2 separate regions of the Ovis aries genome follow, and region 2 is linked to region 1. Evidence: chromatin contacts called from public Hi-C data. All regions are on one chromosome and are shown on one strand. Each heading gives the region's core, a stretch centred on a gene start, on an enhancer-like site or on the middle of the called end of the contact. The rest is flanking DNA. Distances are from core to core; before and after follow the strand shown.

What was found. Hi-C and Micro-C count contacts between places; a contact is called where the count stands out from the background.
Region 2: a Hi-C map of hypothalamus shows a contact between it and region 1, with 6 times the contacts expected there. The contact joins two enhancer-like sites. A contact is called at or near these places in 8 of 16 Hi-C or Micro-C datasets (blood, hypothalamus, liver and 4 more).

The regions. Positions count from the first base shown.
Region 1 is chr9:76,015,694-76,021,493 of ARS-UI_Ramb_v3.0, reverse strand. No RefSeq gene overlaps it. Among named protein-coding and RNA genes, the nearest start is that of ZNF706, 85 kb to the left of the region's middle. Within about 2 kb of position 2,718, at least 8 of the 54 cell types and tissues checked have an H3K27ac peak or open chromatin away from gene starts, as enhancers often do. A contact at or near this core is called in hypothalamus, where this site is marked.
Region 2 is chr9:76,428,784-76,434,761 of ARS-UI_Ramb_v3.0, reverse strand. No RefSeq gene overlaps it. Among named protein-coding and RNA genes, the nearest start is that of YWHAZ, 84 kb to the right of the region's middle. Within about 2 kb of position 4,496, at least 9 of the 54 cell types and tissues checked have an H3K27ac peak or open chromatin away from gene starts, as enhancers often do. A contact at or near this core is called in hypothalamus, where this site is marked.

The DNA.
Region 1 (5,800 bases), core at 1,469-3,968:
AAGTGACGTCTGAGATACAGAAATATGAGTATGAGCTAATGAGGTATTTGTTGTTGTTGAGTCGCTCAGTCATATCCAACTCTTTGTGACCCCATGGACTGCAACACGTCGGCCTTCTCTGTTCATCACCAACACCCAGAGCTTGATCAAACTCATATCCATTGAGTCGGTGATGCCATCCAACCATCTCATCCTCTGTCGTCCCCTTCTCCTCCTGCCTTCAATCTTTCCCAGCATCAGGGGCTTTTCCAATGAGTCACTTGTTTGCATCAGGTGGCCAAAGTATTGGAGCTGTTTCAACTGCAGCATCAGTCCTTCCAATGAATATTCAAGGTTAATTTCCTTTAGGATTGACTGTTTGATCTCTATGCTATCCAAGGGACTGTCAAAGAGTCTTCTCCAGCACCACAGTTTGAAAGTATCAGTTCTTCGGCGCTCAGCCTTCTTTATGGTCCAACTCTTACATCTGTACATGACTACTGGAAATGTGTATTAGAGGATAAAGAATTGGTGGTTGGGAATCCCCTGGTGGTCTAGTGGTTAGGACACAATGCTTTCACTGTCGGGGCCCGGGATCAATCCCTGGTCGGGGAACTAAGATCTGGCAAGCTATGCAGCATGGCCAAAAAAAAAAAGAAAAGAAAAGAAAAGGACTTTTATGCTGGCTATATTTAAAAGTTCTAAAAGTTTGATATCCCTCTGACACATTTATGTGTAAAATGATAAGTTGTCTGAAATGTGCTTTAAATTTGCCACCCTTGCCCTCTGGAATTAATGACAAGAGATGACATAAGATTGGCAACTTGTCACAACTGGGTGAGGGGGCCCATGGGGCTTCACTTTACTATTCTTTCTATTTTTGTATATGAGTTGAATTTTCCATGATTAAAAGTAAAGAGAAAGAGAGAACCATGGCCTTGGGTGCCAAGATGAATACGATGGCGACCCCATTACACAGTCTCTCCTCCTAGCATGTCTGTCCCAGCTGGGATCCTCAGACTGGCCTCCTTCAACATCTCGGTGCCTGAGAGCAAAGACCTTACCTGGACCAGGAGCCTGAGGGAGGTGGAGGGGGAGAGTCACTCCCAGTCAGCATTTCAAAGAAGGGGGAGGACAATGTCCAGCTTGTCTGAAAGAGAAACAAGGAGATGCTCATGGGCAGCCAAGCATTCTCTGTCCCCCGCTCCCTGTCAGGCGCCCATGGAGATGGCCCATCTGTGTCCCCACGAAGGCAGAGGTTGGGTTAGCAGCTGAGGGCTGGAATCCCTCAGGCTCCCCTGTGACCACTCATGACGTCCCAGATCTAATCTGAAGACCCCACCCCCTTAAAGATCCTTTGATGAGTTCCAGAGGAGAAGGGGAGAGGCAGGCAGCTGAGGCTCAAGGTCAGAAGAGAAGCAGCTCAAGGGGGTCACCCTGGGGAGAAAAAGGGTGCTCCTTACACTAAGACATAGAAATGGGAGGACAGCCCCTACTTCTGGGCAGGCCGCTCCAGTGACCCCATGCAGGGGCAGGATGGGGCAGTGGTCATGCTTCCCCTGATCCTCAGAGAAGCGGGGCGGTTCACCAGCCCTCCACCAAGTGTCTCCTGGCTGGCTCAGTGGGTTCTGCTGCCCAACTTGCCTGGGTTCCGGGTAGCAGCCTGGGACAGGGCATCCATCAGCACCAGAAAGAATCCTGCACCTAAAGAATTCATTTAGCTTTGGGATAATTCCCTACCAAGGGGCATGCTTTTTTGCTTAGCCCCCAGTGCCCGGACCCCACCCTGACCAGTTAAGTCAGCAGGCTCTGGGTGGGCCCAGGCTCCAGTGTGGTTAAGGTGTCCCAGATGATTTCAAGGTGCGCCTGAGGCTGGAGCCACCTACTTAGAATCATTCAGGCCTCTGCTCACGGGTCGCCTCCCCAGAAAGGCTCTCAGACCTGCCTGCTGAAAGAGCCGGCTTCGTTTTCCTTCTGAGCACATGTTAGAAACAGCCATTACATGACAGTTATCATTGTTTTTACTGGACTTCATCTAATCATCTGTTTCGCTCAGCTCTCTCTCCCCAGCTCTGAGAATTGTGCCAGGCACATGGGAAGCACCACTGAGCTGTTGCTGAGAATGAATTCCTCAGTGGGAGGCAGTTTCATGCATTTATGATCTACGCCCAGGCTTGTGGTCGATGCATAATGTCTTGTAGATTGCAGGGGAGAATGAATCAGAGTGGAGACTGGTCCTAACTCCAGGCTTTGGGGGGTCACACTCTTCTGTTTGAGGGTTGGTGTTGAGTTGCTGATTAGTCTCTAAGTGGTGTCCCACTTTTGTGATCCCATGGACTGTAGCCCACCAGGCTCCTCTGTCCATGGGATTCTCCAGGCAAGAATGCTAGAGTGGGTTGCCATTCCCTTCTCCAGGGCATCTTCCTGACCCAGGGATGGAACCCAGGTCTCCCGCATTGCTGGCAGATTCTTCACCGCCTGAGACCCCAGGAATGGGCTCCCAAGTGGCGCTGGTGTCAAGAACCCGCCTGCCAATGTAGGAGACGTTAGAGACACGGATTCGATCTCTGGGTCGGGAAGATCCCGTGGAGGCGGGCATGGCAACCCACTCCAGTATTCTTGCCTGGAGAATCCCATGGACAGAGGAGCCTGGTGATCTACAGTCCGTAGAGTCGCAAAGAGCCGGCCAAGACCGAAGCGATTTAGCGGGCAGCGAGCACGTTGCTCTACAGAGCGTGGTGCACAGCGCCATCTGCTGGATAAAGTGTAGAACTGGGCTTATTTTTCTAAGCCGGGAGGGTTACTTCCAAGCAGCTCTTCTCGGGAAAGAGCCGCAGGCAATCCTCATCCTGGACAGGTTCGCTAGTTTGGTTGCAAGCCATTGTGGATGTGAGTGTGAGTGTGTGAGTATACTGTGTGAGTGAGTGTGTATGAGTGTGTGAGTATACTGTGTGTGTGTATACTGTGTGTGTGTGTATCAATGTGTGTGAGTATACTGTGTATGTGTGTCTGAGTGTGTCTGTGTTTATGTAGATGGAGACAGTGATTGAGATTTTTTACCTAATGCCCAAAAGCAAAGCCACAAACCCCCCTATTCTTTAGGATTGATCCAGGCAATGAAGAATCTCCGGCTGTGCCAGAAAAATACAGACTTAAAAAATCATCAAATAATTCTAAAAACTAAAAAATGCCAAGCCTTGAACTCTGTGGGAGGCACCGCACTCTCTCTGTCTCTCTCAACATTTATTGCTCTGAGGCCAGACTGAGGTGACCACATAAAGGCTTATTTTCGGTCTTTGATCAGTTTCCTAGAGCTCAAATGACACAGGACCCAGCTGTGAGAAGAGCTATTCCAAGTATTTAAGTGGGTTTCCAAATGCTTACCTTATGTTCGTTAAATTTTAGACTGCTTTGGTTTTTTTTTTTTTATACTGTAACCTGATCTTTAGAATGGAACCTCCATAAAAATGGAAACTCCACAATCTCTGTATCTCACTCTCTCTCTTATACACACACGCAGGGTTTAATATATGGAGACAATTTTCTTAGATCCTTACAATAACTTTTTTTTTGGTTGCACTGGGTCGTGGTTGCTTCAGTCAGGCTTTCTCTGGCTGCGGCGAGCGGGGGCTACTCTTCCTTGTGGTGCCCAGGTTTCTGATCGCAGCAGCGTCTCTTGTTGCCAAGCACAGGCTCTAGGCACACAGGCTCCAGTAGCTGCAGCACGTGGGCTCAGTAGTTGAGGCCCACGGGCTTAGTGGCTCCGAGGCGTGCGGAATCTCAGACCAGGGAGTGAACCCATGTCCCCGGCACTGGCAGGCGGATTCTCCTCCGCTGTGCCACCAGGGAAGTCCTAGACCCTTACACGAGTATTGTTTCCTCCTTCAAATGGAAAACACTGGACGAGGCTAGAAATAATCCCTGGGACAACTGAGGGAGATTCAACCCAGAGGGGAGAAAACAGATTTAACAGAAACTTCAGATGAAGAGCAGGCCTCGATTAGGTAGAAATAGGGCTGAAAGGCGCGAGGCTAGTTACACCATTGGGGCGCCCGCTTTGCGGGGTTCTGTTTAGGAGACATCGGCTACGTGTGTTAGCAAATGTCTTGTGACAGAGTTCTGAGTTCTATCAAGAGTCGTTGCCCTGAATGTGGGCGCCCACTGTTCTCCAAAGTACGGAGGTGGCGCCACCAGTACCAAAGTAAGCTGATAAAGTGGCAGGAGGAGCTAAGTTAGACATCAGGAAAACGTCTTACTAGCATCACTCCCTAACCAGTGAGGTAGTAGATTCTAGACCAAGTCGTGGAGCGGAGCTGTGAAATACAATTTTCTGTGGTTCTTAGGAGTTGGAGGCGATAAAAAATTAAGTAAACTCTGCAGTCATTTAGCCAGAGAAGGAAATGGCAACCCACTTCAGTGTTCTTGCCTGGAGAATCCCAGGGATGGGGGAGCCTGGTGGGCTGCCGTCTATGGGGTCGCACAGAGTCAGACATGACTGAAGCGACTTGGCAGCAGCAGCAGCAGTCATTTAGCAAATATTTAAGGAGTACCTGGTGTCTGTCAGGCCCAGTCCTGGTCTTTGGGGGCATGCAAGCTTGTCCTGGACTAGTCCTGCCCCCTTGGGGGTGAGGGTGGGCAGGGTAGTGAGGAATGATGCAAATAAGTGTTAAACAAACGCCTCAGGAGAGTGACCAGCTTATCCTTGACTTGAGCCTGGAAGGACAGCTGGGAGCAAGGCGGGGCAGGTGCAGACAGGCCAAGGCGACGCTGAGATTGAAGACCCAGGCCTAGGAATACACAAGTCAGCTTGAAAGGATGGTTGGTGGGTCATTTGGGCTGGAGAAGAGCTGTGTGGCAGAAGGCGGTGATACATGAGTTGGGAAAGGTCGTTGTGCATGGCCTTGAAGGTCAAACTAAGGAATTTGAACTTTGTTCTGTGAGCAACGAGATATTTGTTCTGCCCTTCAAGTTACCAAGGGATGGTATGACCCACATGTTCTGAGTCTGTGTCTTATTCTGCTGCGTGTTGGGTCTCCCCAGGGTCCCCTCTGTGTCCTGGTACATCTGACGACAGGCGCAGGGGAGCTGACCGGGACCTCCTTCAGTAGACTCGGCCGCTGGGACACAGGAAGAGGCGTGGTCCGCCAAGCACGCCTGAAACCAGCTCAGAAGGCATAACCTAATCAGCACTGCATGAAAGCGTCATAAACCGATTTCTACTTTATTATGTTTGTAAATTATAATCTTACCCAGATAATAGATCTGCTAACCTAGAGACTGAGAGATCTACAAACCTCTGACTATTTTTCTAGGTGGAATACCTTCCTTTGGTATTTTGGGAAAGGCTACCCTCTCCAGTATTCTGGCCTGGAGAATTCCATGGACTATAAGTCCATGGGGTAGCAGAGTTGGACACGACTGAGCGACTTTCACATTCAACATTCAAAATTATCTTCCTTATTTGAGATTTCTACCTATTGTATCGGCTCCCTCTGATAGACCTGGTGCTTTTTGGAGACATTTGAAAAACTGAAGTCATTTCAGTGTTTCTGGGATAAGAGTAACAAAGTGGTTAAAGCTGGGCTTTGGAGTCAGACTTCCTGTGTTCACAGGACTTCCCTGGTGGTTCAGTGGTAAAGAATTTGTCTGGAATGCAGGAGATCCAAGTTTGATCTCTGGGTCAGAAAGATCCCCTGAAGAAGGGAATGGCTACCCACTCCAGTATTCTGGCCTGGAGAATCTCATGGACAGAGGAGCCTGGTGGGCTACAGTCCATGGTGTTGCAAAGAGTTGGACACGACTGAGTGACTAACACTTCCTG
Region 2 (5,978 bases), core at 3,247-5,746, 410 kb before region 1:
ATGTTGCAAATCAACTATATTTCAATTTTTTTTTTTAAAAAAAGACAATACTGTACTCCTAACAAGTGGAAAACCAGTACATTTCTTCTCTTTCAAAGTAATTTAACCTAAAGTTTCCTAGTTTGGGTACAAATTAGGACTTTTTCAAGTCACTTATTTGGAGATTTGCTAGGGCTGCAGATACAATTTTCTGCCACTAGATGTCTCTGAGTCTTAAAGCAGCATAGTCATGAGGTTTTTGTCTATTTATACACAGGGATCACCTACCTCCCTGTTTCAGAGTTTCATAATCCTCTTATATAATGCAAGGTTGTCAGCTACAGTTAATCATCAGTTAGGAAACAGGCAGGCGGGGGCCTCAAGGGCTCCATGTCCCCAACACAAGGCCGGAAGTGTTGAGAGATGGGTCTGTTCCTATGTGACCACACAGAACCCCACAACCCTAAAATGTGTCTCTGTTGGGCATTGACAGAGAAATTGGGCAGAGGAAATAAAGAACAGCTGGGGCATGTGACCAGATGGATGACGAGACCAAATCCTCCTTTTTCCTACAGTTTGAAACCAGCAGAGGAGCTAGTGGGCTGAGTAGCATCTCAGCCCTGTGTGTCTCCCCTGCTTGTAGGCACCTCTTAAAACCCTGACACCTGTCACAACTGAGCCCCCCCCCCCCACCCCGGCCCCCAACCAGGGAACCCAAGGGTCAGCAAAAGCCCCAGAATGCTCCCCAGATTCCCTAGTACCTTGTCAGGCCATCTCATCAATCTACTTTCTGTGGTGTTTCCATGGTCACATCTGTCAGCCTAGACAAGTACCCCCAGCCAGTGAGGACCACTCTTCTTCAACTTTGCAGCCCCTACACCCTGTACCCAGCGCTTCTACACAGTAGGTGTACAGAGAGTATCTCTTGAAACCAAAGTGGGATCTTGGAGGTGGGAGAAGATTGATGAAATTATTCTTTACTCATGAGATTTTGAATTTTAATAGCTCAAATCCTCCAAAAACAGAAATAGCCTTTAAAGAATGCACTTCCCCACCCGGTCCCCACCCCGTAGTTATTGGGAGGCTAGTTTAAGCAGCTTTTTAAAGCCTAGAATTTCAGGGTTAGGGTTAAGAGTGTGAACTCTGGAGTAAGATTGGGGTAATCTCAGCTCCAATATTTTTAGTTTTGGACCTTGTGGCCAGAGAAAAGCAATCTTTAGCTCAGTTTGGGCTTCTGTAAAATGGGAATACTAATAGCACTCATTTCATATGTTTATTGTAAAGACCCCGGAGGTTAATACTCATAGCATGGTTAGCACAGCTCCCAGTAAACAGCAGCTGCTCAGGGGAGGTTATTAGCTAAGGGCCAAAGCAAGAATGCCTTCAGTTCAAATATCCTCCAATAACTTGGGCAGGTTACCAAAACTGTCTTAGGCCTTGGTTTCTTCATCTGTAAAGTGGTGATAATAACACTGCTTGACCCATAGCCTTGACTAGACGGACTTTAGTCAGCAAAGTAATGTCTCTGCTTTTGAATATGCTATCTAGCTGAGCACCGAAGAATTGATGCTTTTGAACTGTGGTGTTGGAGAAGACTCTTGAAAGTCCCTTGGACTGCAAGGAGATCCAACCAGTCCATTCTGAAGGAGATCAGCCCTGGGACTTCTTTGGAAGGAATGATGCTAAAGCTGAAACTCCAGTACTTTGGCCACCTCATGCGAAGAGTTGACTCATTGGTAAAGACTCTGATGCTGGGAGGGATTGGGGGCAGGAGGAGAAGGGGATGACTGAGGATGAGATGGCTGGATGGCATCACTGACTTGATGGACGTGAATCTGAGTGAACTCCAGGAGTTGGTGATGGACAGGGAGGCCTGGCATGCTGCGATTCATGGGGTCGCAAACAGTTGGACACGACTGAGCGACTGAACTGAACTGAACTGAACTGACCCATAGGGTTCGTGTGGGGAATAAGTGGAACAGGAAGCTACCAGCACACCTTAGCTATGGTCATCAGTACTCTTCAGCACTTACAGCACTAAGTAAATACCCATGGATAGGTGGTCAGGAGATGGGGAACTGGTCACTGCACTAACACAATACTGGCAACTCCCTACCTTTTCCTCAACTCCTTACTTTTGGATAATTTTGTAAAGTATTTCTATACATATTATTTCATTCGGTTTATAAAAGCCCTTCAGCTCACATTAACCTACAGTTGGGTGGTGATTCATGAAATGTGTGACTCCAGACTAGTGCCTCATCAGGTCCACAGGGGAAAGCCAGGATTGGAGACATCTGGGCAGAGGGAAGGAGGGGAGGGAAGAGAAGTTGGAGTGGCTTGTGAGCTTTATCTAAGCCATTGGTTCCTGTCCTTCTCCAGCTGGTGATGTTGTTCGTGGTGCTTTTAGTTACGCAACAAAAGCTATGAATACTCACCCAGAAAACTGGACAAGCTTACATTTCATAGACTTTATGCTACCAGAGCTGCTCTAGATCTTTGCTCAAAACCTGCAACCCCACCTTTAGCAGGAATTAACATAAATCTTAAGTTAAAGGGTCCAGATATTAGAAAGGAAGCTACAACAAAACAATAATGAGATGGAGACTTTCTTAGCAGTCCAGTGGTTAAGACTCTGTGCTTCCAAAACAGGGGACGCACAGGGTTCCCCAATACCTGGTTGGTGAACTAAGATCCTGCGTGCTACATGGTGCGGCAGAGAAAAAAAAAAAAAAAAGAAAAGAAAGAAAGAAACCAACTGGAACTAGCCAGGACTAAGATGGCAGGAATCTAACCTTCAACAGATGCTGAGTCTCATTATATGCTTCATTCATTTTACTTCATTAGTAAATAAATGGCACACCTATTAGTGACCAGGACTAACAGTAAGGACCAAAAGGGATAAAAAGAGGATGACATCCACTGCCTGGGAAGAAGCCTGGTCCCTTTCCCAGTAGACTAATGCACCTGCCTCCCCATCACTAGCCTCATTCCTCCTCCCTTTGTCTTTTTTCAGATGGGCAAGAAGTTGAGCTGTAAACTTAGTTCCTGCTTCTCCTTTCTTTGGCCACAGAATAAAGCTTGTACTGCCTCAATCTTGGTTATTAGCCTACTTAAACCTAAGGCAGAGAGCCTTGGTCAGCCTAGGGCCTGAGCAGGGGCCATAGGATTTAATTCAGTAACATCTACACAGAGTCATAGTGAGATCTGTGACAAGTTATAATTTTGCATCCCCTTCAAATCAATTTTAAACAAATATTTATTTAATATTTATTAGCAGTAGCAAAGAGAAATGAATTTTATATTAATAAAAGTACTGCTCCTCTTTGTGCTTGAGTTTAGAATTTACTCATACACATGCAGTTTTCTGAACTTCTTATATTCCCTTGAAAGTTAGTGAAATGACTTCTGATAGCCAGCACAACTCTGTGATTTATTCTACCAACTGCAAATGTCTGCTGATTGGTCACCATGCAAAAACACTCAACAGAAAGAACCCCAGTGAGGAATATTCTGTTTTTTCTCTGGAGTCGAAGACAAAGGGCAGTTGAAATGTTTCCAGTCAGGCAAGTCTTGCCTGTGGAAACAGGAACCATCTTTCCGAACCCTCCAGTTCCACTTTGGGGCACGTGATAGATGAATAACACATCAGTACCTGCTGACCTACTCACCTCGTTGTCCATATTTGGGTTCAGGGCCCAGGTTAAGACACGTGGACCAGACAGTCTGCGTTTAAAACACCAAGAAGGTCATTAGTAGATCTTTGCAGGCACGAATACCTCGCCCTTCACCTGAAGTTCATTGTGATGGGAAAATGAAGAGAGGTCAGGAGACTCGGAATTCTGAAAGCCAAAGAGAGAGAAACAATTAGGCGTCCACGGAAGCTCTGAGAGGGACACGAGTCAAGTGGGGCTGCACTGCGCCTCCATAATTGTCTGCAAAGCTGACATCTTTGACAGGTCTGAGCGGCTCCCAGCTGCCAGCCCGGCCCCTGACTCTGGTTCTCAGTACTGGGTCCGGTCAGAGGCCCTTTAAGGCCAAAGTGGGAGAGGCCGAGGGGATTGTGAAGTACAGTATTCTCACCTCAGCTGTATTGGGGTGGCAGTGTCAGGGGCACCGGAAGTAACTCTTAGACTTCCGGCCGGCCAGACTCCATTTCCGGCCTGCAGAGGCAGGCCGCGGGTCCGCCGGCTGGCAGAGCAGGGGGACTTTTCGAGTCAGTTTTCAGAGCCAGGAATCCACGGGTGTAATGTCATGATTTGGTTCATCCCCAAAACACAGGGTGGTGCTTGTCAGCAAGTCTGCACCACAGAGGACGCTTTGTGTAGGTGACTGGCTCAACTGAGGGCCTGGGCCTCCCTGGCGGCTTTAGCTGATGCTGTGCAACTCCGTGCTGGGAGCCAGCGGGCAGGAAAGGCTGGCCTCCAGGCTGCTCCCCCGTCCCACCCCTGCTAAGCCCTGGCTGGGTTGGCAGCAGCGGTTTAGCAGTGCGTATTGGAAGGGCATCTTGCCTCAGAGGACAATGTGGTGTTCTGCAGAGGTGGTTCTCCAAGCGGGGTCCTCCTGGCAGAGGTAGCTGCAGCGACTGAGAACTTGTAAGAAATGCGCAGTCGCAGGCCTCGGATGCTCTGAGGGCGGGGCTGGTAGCCTAAACCCTCCAGGGGATTCTGCTGTGCACTCGTTTGAGGATCAATGCGTCACGCGCTAACCTGCCTTCTCACACCCACTGTAGGGGATCGGGGGAGGTGGGGTGTAGCTGCTGAGCAGACAAGGGTCCAGCCAACCAGTTCCAATATCCATTCCAGCATCTACCCCTGAATTTAGGCTTGGATATAAGCATGGGGAAGCCAGGCTGGAGGCTTCTCTGTGACCTCCTGCACTGCCCACAGCAGCTGCAGGTAGGCCCCGGGAGTGAAGGTTTTGATCCCTGGGAGAGGTCTGGTCCCTGGCTCCTGAGCGGAGCTGAGGGGGCCAAGTGACCCCACACTCAGCCTTCGCCCTTGGGGGCACCAGGGTTCTGTACACATGGGTGAGGAGCTTCAGAGCAGGAGACCAGGGTTATAAAATGTTGGAAACCAAGGTTGCTACCCCCATCCCTTCTAATGACCTACTTGGTGGTGGTGGTGGTGGTTTAGTCGCTAAGTTGTGTTCGATTCCTGCGACCCCATAGACTGTAGCCCGCCATGCTCTTCTGTCCTTAAGATTTCCCAGGCAAGAATACTGGAGTGGGTTGCCATTTCCTCCTCCAGGGGATCTTCCAACCCAGTGATCAAACCCTCCTCTCCTGTATTTCAGGACTTTTTACTGCTGAGCCACCAGGCAAAAGGCATGGGGAGGTAGCTTGCCATTTTGTGTGGGATTCAGATTCCTTGTTGAAGACCAGGCTGTGCCTAAACATAGAGGCACCCCATGCTTTCTCCTCCGTGCCAGGGGAATAGCACCCATGGCAAAGCGGGCTCTGTTAGCTCACGTTCCTGCCTCCCAGAGAGAGGCTCAGGAAGCAGAGGCATCTCTGGGGCTACCCCAGCCCAGGGATCTCAGTCCTGGGAGCCTGGAGCCTGCAGAGAGACAGGAGTGGCCTTGAAGTTGCCTCCGGAGAGCCCACCTCATCCTTCTGCTGGCATTGCCTGCACTCGAGAGGTGAGGGCACAGGAATCAAGAGAGGACAAAATGCAGATTCTTTGAGCAGTCTATTTCATTTTGACCCTCTATTTACTGGAACATACATTCCTTAGTGTACATACACACAGAATTCAACAAATTTGTGGGAGAGTCCAAAAAAAAGCACAACCAATCAAATAACTCCCCACATAAAGCTCTACAGCTCACCACTTTTCACTTTTAAATATCTACTTGGCCAGGGCACAATGCTGCCTTTGCACTGTGGCATAGTGTGCAAACCCTGGAGTCGGACTTCCTGGGTTTATAGCCCAGCTCTCCCACTTACCTGGTGTCTGCCTTAGGCAGCTTACTTAGCCTTCCTATTTTCAGTTTCTCCC